Linked DNA regions of Gossypium arboreum: regions 1 and 3 are each linked to region 2. Evidence: chromatin contacts called from public Hi-C data. All regions are on one chromosome and are shown on one strand. Each heading gives the region's core, a stretch centred on a gene start, on an enhancer-like site or on the middle of the called end of the contact. The rest is flanking DNA. Distances are from core to core; before and after follow the strand shown. Region 1 holds the start of LOC108459572 (transcription repressor OFP6-like). Region 2 holds the start of LOC108458038 (probable small nuclear ribonucleoprotein G). Region 3 holds the start of LOC108458327.

Region 1 (2,700 bases), core at 185-2,684, 540 kb before region 2:
GGACCTATTGTTGGGTTGGTAAGTGGACCTAGACTCTCTAATTGATAAAATAACTGAAATGCCCCTACATGGTAAAATGACTGATATGCCCCTATGAGATGTATGATTATGTTTGAGCATGTCATTTTATATATACTGATCACATGTATGATATTATGACATGATGCATGATATGTTGCATAGGGATGGGATTTATTGTGATTGGAGGAAGTGTACTGTACTGGCAGCTCTGCTGCAAATACTGATTAGTGTCGTAACCGGTACTACTTGGAGTGTAGGGATAAGTGGGTTGATTTTATCCACACGTGGAGTGTAGGGTTGGACGGAGATGGAGTGTAGAGGCTGATTGGCAAGGATTTATTGATTGCATATCTGTACTGTACCGTTACTAAGATGGGCTCAAGCTCACACTGATATTGATACTATAATGGGCTAAGGCCCTGACTGAAATTGAACCATGACTGAAGTGGGCTTAGGCCCAGACTGTATATGCTCTTTGATTAATTATCTGATATGGGATTACACATTGAGTTTTCATAACTCACCCATCTGTTTATTTGTACTAGTAATCCCTAGGCTTAGGCGGGTCGATATTGCGAGGGAGTCGAAGATGGCCACACAACTGTGCGGACTTTCTTATTGGGTTTTAAATTACAAATGGTTTTATTTTGGGTGTTTTTAATGTAATAAGGCCTCTATAATTTTTAATCTTTAAGTTTGGGGTTTTATTTATTTTGATTTATATCTGCTAGTAGTAGGATGCGAGTTTTCAAAAAGATAAATATTTTCCAAATTACCACGTTTACGCAACATGTTTTTTTAAGCTTTCGCAAGAAATAATATTTTAAAATTAATAATAAATTTAATATGGGTAACTTTTTGGCAAACGACTTAAGTTTTGAAAATAAACGAGATATCTTTAAATTTTTGCTAAGATCACAAAGAGGTTAAATATAGAACGAGTTTTTCAATAATATTATACTTTAGAAAAACACTTCAACGTGACATCGTTAGATTCAACTATAATATTTAGGCTAAGTTTAGGGTGTTATATCACCTATGTAAAATAGAAAAAAATAAGGCTGAAAAAATACTTAACATAAAATACTTAACATAAATGGTGTTCAATATGAGGTTTATACAATCATTGGTGAAGCACAATCAGGGAGCACCGAGGCAGAAGAATTTTGTCCCATTTTAAAATACATGGAACCAGATTAAAATTTGGGATAAAGTTGAAGAATTATTCATGACAGTATATTAAAAAAAGAAACCACCTTTTAAGGTACCATCAGCTTAAAAAATCTAATTAAAGAAATAATATGAAATAGTTATATACAGAAAAGTCTGATCCCTATAGATCATTCTTGCTGTCATGTCAGTTTGTGTAATTAAAAATGCAACAAAATCGAAGGCATTGAAAAGACATAGTAAAATTGGACGGCAGTGATTAAATTGTCGGAGAAGTGAAAGTCACAGAGCAGTGAGGGTATCAGCTATGGACCCTCCTTGCTCACATGCAGGATTTATAGGCAAAAATCTCCGTAGTTGTAGAGTCCAATGCTTCAGTGTGAGTCAGGCCGACGCCTCATCCCAACTCCAAAACCACCCTTTTTAGACTAATCTCTTCTTCCCTTCCGTCTCTCTTTCTATTTTATCTCATCAACCTTAAACCTCAACTCTAAACAGTAAAAAAGCTTCTCATTTTTCCTTCATCTCTGCTGCAATGTTAAGCGACAAAAAAAAGCTGATCCTTAACACCGTTTCAGTCAGCATAGGCTGCAGCAGCTGCAAGAGATCCAAGCTCGCTAGTTTTTTCAGCCCCAAACCCAAATCCAAATCCAAACCCAAATCCAAACCCAAATCTAATTCCCAATCTCTTTACAACTCTTCTTCTTCGAGCTCTTCCAAGAAAGCAGCCACCCATTATTATTTCTCGGAAACCGCCACCTCTTTTTCTCCCAGCACTGACACTCCTCGTTGCTGGGACATGGACACCGATGACACAGACCACGACAGTAAGGGTTCAATGTCAACTGTACGAGGTTTTGGTCGTGTCGGAGGGGAGAGTCTAGCAGTGGAGAAGGACTCCGACGACCCTTATTTGGACTTCAGGCACTCCATGTTGCAAATGATACTGGAGAAAGAGATATATTCGAAAGATGATTTGAGAGAGCTTCTCAACTGTTTCTTGGAGCTGAATTCGCCTTATTACCATGGGATTATTATTAGAGCTTTCACGGAGATCTGGAACGGGGTTTTCAACGTCAAGCCTGGTGGTGGCGGCGCCGTTGCTTCCCCAGAGCTGCATTTCGGGTTCAGGCCATGTGACTTCTAGGTGTCGCTGTTGCTACGTTATCTATGGTCTCTTTCTCCTTTTTTTTTTTTCCTTAGCTTCAAGTACAGTGCAATAGGTTAATAATAAATTAGTTAAATGTCTGACTATTGCTTATAAACGCTTGTTAAGGTAGTATTTAAAGAAATATTTTCGAGTTTAATGCAATAGTAAGTTGTGAATGTGAAGGCTTGGAAATATTTCTTTAAATAAAATCATTTTAACAAGTGTGTTTATGGCACGTTTTAACTTACTTCATTAATATCTCGTCTCCCAACATTAAAGGTAGAGAAGTAGAATGCGTAAAAGACCCACTAAAATATAGTATTGTGGGTCATATACATTTAGAAGTTAATATTTGAGCT
Region 2 (2,700 bases), core at 66-2,565:
GATTGGCAATTTGGCATTGCTCTATATGAAATACAATTTGATGAATTAGTTCTTTCAAGTATGAAAGTGAAAGGGTTTGCTAAAAGACAAAAGAAAGTGAAAGGCGAAATAAGCAATATGCCAATATCCCATTCATACCAATTTCATACCTATTAATGAAAATTGAAATACATGGAACATGTGAGGAAATGGGTTTTGTAGTTGCCTTTCAAGCAGTTTCCTATAAAGTATTAATGCAGTTGACTGCCATTTCTTAATTCCATTAAATGCAATTCGAGTGAATTAATAATTTTTAGCTTGTACCAATGTGTCATAATTCCCAAGAAATTATAAAAGATGTCTAATTTTAACAATTTTACTTTCAATAATTTGGGCCTGTTTAACCAAAAGATTTCTGGGTCAAATTTGATTATGGGCCTATGCTTCTCACTCTATCACTACTCACGAGGGAATTTGCTTAACCATGCTTAGGCTTAACATCTAATCATAAGTCAGAACAACGATCTTAGCCATTAGCCAATAGCTAAATTGGCCCAACTATCATCCACTCAATAATTTCTTTGTTGTGATGGTTTTTTAAGCTGGTAATTGATCAATTGTTTCCATTTGTTTTACTGTTTGCTAAAAGTTTTGCATGTCATCGTTATCATTGTCCTATTAACTTAAAAGAGCATCTTTTTTTTCTTTCCATTCATGATAATTTACCCAAAGAAATGAATTGTTCAACATATCGTTGTTGAGAAAGCAATTTAGAAGTAGACATTAAAGATATGGGCTGAAAAAGGGGGGAAGGAAATGTTAACTCAAATGTGATTTTGTGGGGTTAACCCAACACCACAAGCTCGTGAACAAATGTATAAAGAATCAGCTAAAGTCCACAAATGAGCAGAGGAGCCATAGAGAAAGTTACCTTGACCTCACCTTACTTGTTGACAAAGCTTCCACCGCCCCCAACAACAACACAAATCCCAACCAATTTGGTATTGCTCTATATGAAATACAATTTGAGGAATTAGTTCTTCTAATTATGAAAGTGAAAAGGTTTGCTAAAAGAGAAAAAAAAGTGAAAAGGCCAAATATGTAATATGCTAATCTCTCATTCATACCAATTTTACTATCTAATAATGAAAATTGAAATACATGAAACTTGTGAGAGAGAGATTTTACAATTGTATCTTGCAATTTCCTATAAAGTATTAATGAAGTTAACTGCCATTTCTTTATTCTATTGATTGCACTTATAGTGAATTTAATATTTTTTTAACTTGTTCCAATGTGTTGTATTTTCCATTAAATGCAAGGGTGCTTGGTTTAGTGGTACGATTCTCGCGGTACCCCCTTTCCATTTCTTTTTATTTTCTTAACATTTCTTTTAGTCATATATTTTACGAACCTAAAAATCCAATTTCATTTTCCTCCTCCCATAACCCTACTCTCCTCTCTTCCAAACCAAATTTCTGACGCAATGAGCAGATCCGGCCAACCTCCAGATCTCAAAAAGTATGCTTTTCTTCACGCTAATTTCAACACTTCTCTTTTCTTCATCCGCAGTATTTCGATTTCTAATTTATACTATTGGTGTTATTTGTACGCAACAGGTACATGGACAAACAACTCCAGAGTAAGTTCTATCCTGTTTCCTTCTTTGCGATTACCTATTTCAGTTTTATGCTACTTAGTTTTACATTCATTTGATGATGCTTGCCTTTTGTGGTCGCTAAATTATACCCGAATTTGGTTAACTAGGTTTCTCGTACATGTTGATAGATGCCTCTTTAAGCTGAGTCCGGTCGAATCCAGTGTTTTGGCATATAAAGCTGAAAGGGTTCTAATTGTAGGTGTAATAGTTCAATTGTAATAGTAAGCCGGTGTCCTCTGTCCATTTTCTGTCACTTAATTGTGATTTAAATCTGGGTGTTTTTTGTTGGGTGCTGTCTTTGCATTTTTCCCCCTCACTGGTTGGCTTATATGTAAGGCTTGAGTCGGAAGTGACCGGCCCCATGGAATTTTTTTTTTTTTTTTGTTTATTAGTGTTTGCATGTCCAAGAATCTATCATGTTGGTCATAATTGAAGTTTGAAAAATTCATGTTTCAACAGTAGCTTGAAGAATCCATGTCTTTGTTTGTTAGGAATTTACTGCTGATTCTTGTGTTGATCTCGTAAGTTGCCCACTAGGCGGACGTATGTAAGATAAGAAGTATAAAAGGGGAAAGCCTTGTAATACTACATATGCAGAACATAAAAAAAAATTACTTTTTGTTGCCTATGAGCTTGCAGATTGTTGATTTACCTACGTTGTAGGTTTGTAACATGCATGAGAAGGAATTGATTTAATTGTGTGAATTATACTGTTATTTGATGCTGCAGTCAAGCTGAATGCTAATCGGATGGTTGTTGGTACACTTCGTGGGTTTGATCAGTTTATGAATCTAGTGGTTGACAACACCGTGGAGGTGAATGGCAATGAGAAAACTGATATAGGCATGGTGGTGAGTCTTTTCCCCGCCTTAAATACCTTGCTTAATGCTTAAATTGCCATTCAGGGGATATGCTTTCATATTTAGCCTTGTTTTAATTGATATCAATGAATCGCAGGTTATCAGAGGAAATAGCGTTGTTACTGTTGAAGCACTTGAACCTGTAGGCAGAATGCAGTGATTCGGTTTTTTCTACTGGAAATTCCGGAATCACTTGATGGT
Region 3 (2,700 bases), core at 68-2,567, 680 kb before region 2:
ACCCACAATATCAACCTTGTGCTCTCAATTATACTCACGAAAAATATGTAAAAATTTGCTACTAACGCACCCTTGACAATTCCTTGAAAATATAAAAAAACACATTATTTGAAAATAATAATAATAAAAAAGTGAAAGATTGACCTTTATTTCTCAGGCAAATGATTTTCTTCATGACCTTTTCCATCAATATTCAACACCTCCTTACAATTCTCATTTTCAATTTGTGAGTTGATAAGCTTAATCTATAAAAAATGACTTTTTAGATAAGATATTTTCATTATTATCTTATTGAATTGGTGTTGGTTTGATTTCTAACATCAATTTAATCAAATATTTAATACATAATATAAATATAAATAATCAAATTTAATATGAATTTAAAATAATTAAGTGTAAGTAAATTTATTAGAATTTGAAGCGTTTTATAAATTCAATTATGAAATGTAAAACAAGTTATATACCTTGTCGAAATTTTATTCATCTATAATCTATATCCATAATATATATATACATATATAAAAGTATGAGTTTGAAAAATATTTGAATTAATTGAAAATAGTCTTTAGTTTTCTTCATATTACTACACTAAAATTTAAAAATAATTTATAATGTATAATTGAGAATTATTAATTAAAAATTGACGTAAAATAAAAGTTGTAATAATTGCATATCTAAAATAATTATGATTTAATAGAAGTTGTGATAATTATACATAATTATAATTTAATTTATTATTATTAGTTAAAAATTGTTTAAATTTTAAAATAGAATTATTACTTAATTAGAACTCAAGTATAAAATATAAGAAAAAGAAAGGTGTTATTAATTAAAATTTTGATGTAAAAATTTGTGCTAATTTTATTTGAAAAAAGGACTTATTATTTTAGTATAATCTTATGCATTTTAAACTTAATTAATAGTTAATTATGCTAATTAGTTATTATTTTAATAATCTTACTTTGCATTGAATATGTTAGAAATGCTTTAATTATAATTTGGAAATTTCATATTATAATATTTGAATTGATAAATTAATATATTTTATAATTAAAATAAAAATATTATTTTATATTAATTAATATGTTAAAAATATAATATTTAAAAAATAAATTAAATATTAAATACATAAAATCAGCTGATTCGGGCTCAACGGTAAGTGGTCAGAGATTCAGTGGTAAGTACTCATCCTGGCCCATTTTCCTGTTAGGTACTCGTATGGTAGCTAACCGGGTCAACTCACTCTCCATCAGTTTTTTTTCAGCCCAACAACAATCCGCTTAAGGCTTAAACAGGAAACCTTTATTACAGCTTTACAAAAGAACTGACTGAAAATAACATAATAAATCTATAATTATAAAAGGTTTAAGTGAAAAAGATCAGAAATGTTAGCTCGTATTGCTGCTCTAACACAGAGACCCCTTTCTTTTATTCGCTCCTTCAAGTACAGGTATATTCCAATTCTTCATTTGATGAAAATATGCAACTATATTTCTGGGTTTATAAAAAGAAACAAAAAACTATCCCAATTGTCTTCTGTATGCATTAGCTTTATAATATTGTTGATGCATGTGACAATAGGCTTCATTATTCTCAGTTTTTAAGCACTTACAATGTCATGAAATATGGGTACAGCCCACTTGTTGACAGCATGAGGAATTTTTAAGTCAACCCGATAAACTTTTTTCAATTTTCAGGAGAACTGATAGCATACCAAATTCCAGCCGTGGAGAAATGGATTTTACGGATTTGGATTCAAATGCTACGAAATGTGTAAATCTTAGGTTGTGCAGTGTCTCCGGGTATGTTATGTTTATAAAGATTCTATTTTATTTTCTTTAGTTTTTAAAGAGGTTTCATATCGATGCTTGTTTTATTGATCTTTTTGGACATCTTTGCTATGCAGTTGCATGACTGAGATACTTGAAATTCGTGCTGTTCGTCCCTCTTTTCATGTTGTGTTTGTTCCTGGAAATCCTGGTATGTTTTAATGTCTTTGATGTACTATTTTAGTATTAGTTGAATGGGTTTATATGCTATTTTGCACCTGATTTTGGCTTTAAGGTTCAATTTGATACTAATATTTTTCTGAAGCACCCAAGTTTGACTTCAATGTTCTATTTAGAATCCGGGAAAGTTATGGTCCCAAGTAAGCATCTATAATTTTTTTACTAGATTAGACATCAAAGACTCGTTGGACCACATGATGCCATTTGGTTTAGGTACCAAATTGAACATTGAAATCAAACTCAGGTAGCAAATTAGGATGAATGAATATTTTTCCCAAGTACCCAAGTTTGACTTCAATGTTCTATTTAGTATCCGAGAATGTTTTGGTCCCATTTAAGTATCTATATTCTTTTTACTAGATTATACATCAAATACTCGTTGGACTACATGATGCCATTTGGTTTAGGTACCAATGTCAACATTGAAGCCAAACTCAGGTAGCAAATTAGGACGAATGGAAACTTAGGTGCCGAATTAAATGTTGAAGCCAAATTCAGGTACCATATTGTATATTAACCCTAGTTGAATTGTTAGAATTAGATCTCAATTGCATCTGATGATCTCAGGTGTTATTACCTTTTACAAGGACTTTGTGGAATCATTGTTCAAGTCCCTGGGAGGAACGGCATCTGTATCAGGTAACAGATTGAGAAGTTTCTCTTTTAATGAAAGATATTCTCTTTATTATTA

The links. Hi-C and Micro-C count contacts between places; a contact is called where the count stands out from the background.
Region 1: a contact with region 2 is called in a Hi-C map of leaf, with 4 times the contacts expected there. The contact joins the promoter of LOC108459572 here to the promoter of LOC108458038 in region 2. A contact is called at or near these places in 2 of 5 Hi-C or Micro-C datasets (both in leaf).
Region 3: a contact with region 2 is called in a Hi-C map of leaf, with 4 times the contacts expected there. The contact joins the promoter of LOC108458327 here to the promoter of LOC108458038 in region 2. A contact is called at or near these places in 2 of 5 Hi-C or Micro-C datasets (both in leaf).

The regions. Positions count from the first base shown.
Region 1 is chr4:83,472,126-83,474,825 of ASM2569848v2, reverse strand. LOC108459572 (transcription repressor OFP6-like) reads left to right here and starts at 1,434. Exons shown (of 1, transcript XM_017758960.2): 1 at 1,434-2,700. The coding sequence starts at 1,727. The coding sequence ends at 2,338.
Region 2 is chr4:82,933,150-82,935,849 of ASM2569848v2, reverse strand. LOC108458038 (probable small nuclear ribonucleoprotein G) reads left to right here and starts at 1,315. Exons shown (of 4, transcript XM_017757274.2): 1 at 1,315-1,500; 2 at 1,599-1,621; 3 at 2,369-2,490; 4 at 2,597-2,700. The coding sequence starts at 1,466. The coding sequence ends at 2,659.
Region 3 is chr4:83,611,220-83,613,919 of ASM2569848v2, reverse strand. LOC108458327 reads left to right here and starts at 1,317. Exons shown (of 13, transcript XR_001867276.2): 1 at 1,317-1,450; 2 at 1,698-1,802; 3 at 1,907-1,980; 4 at 2,577-2,648.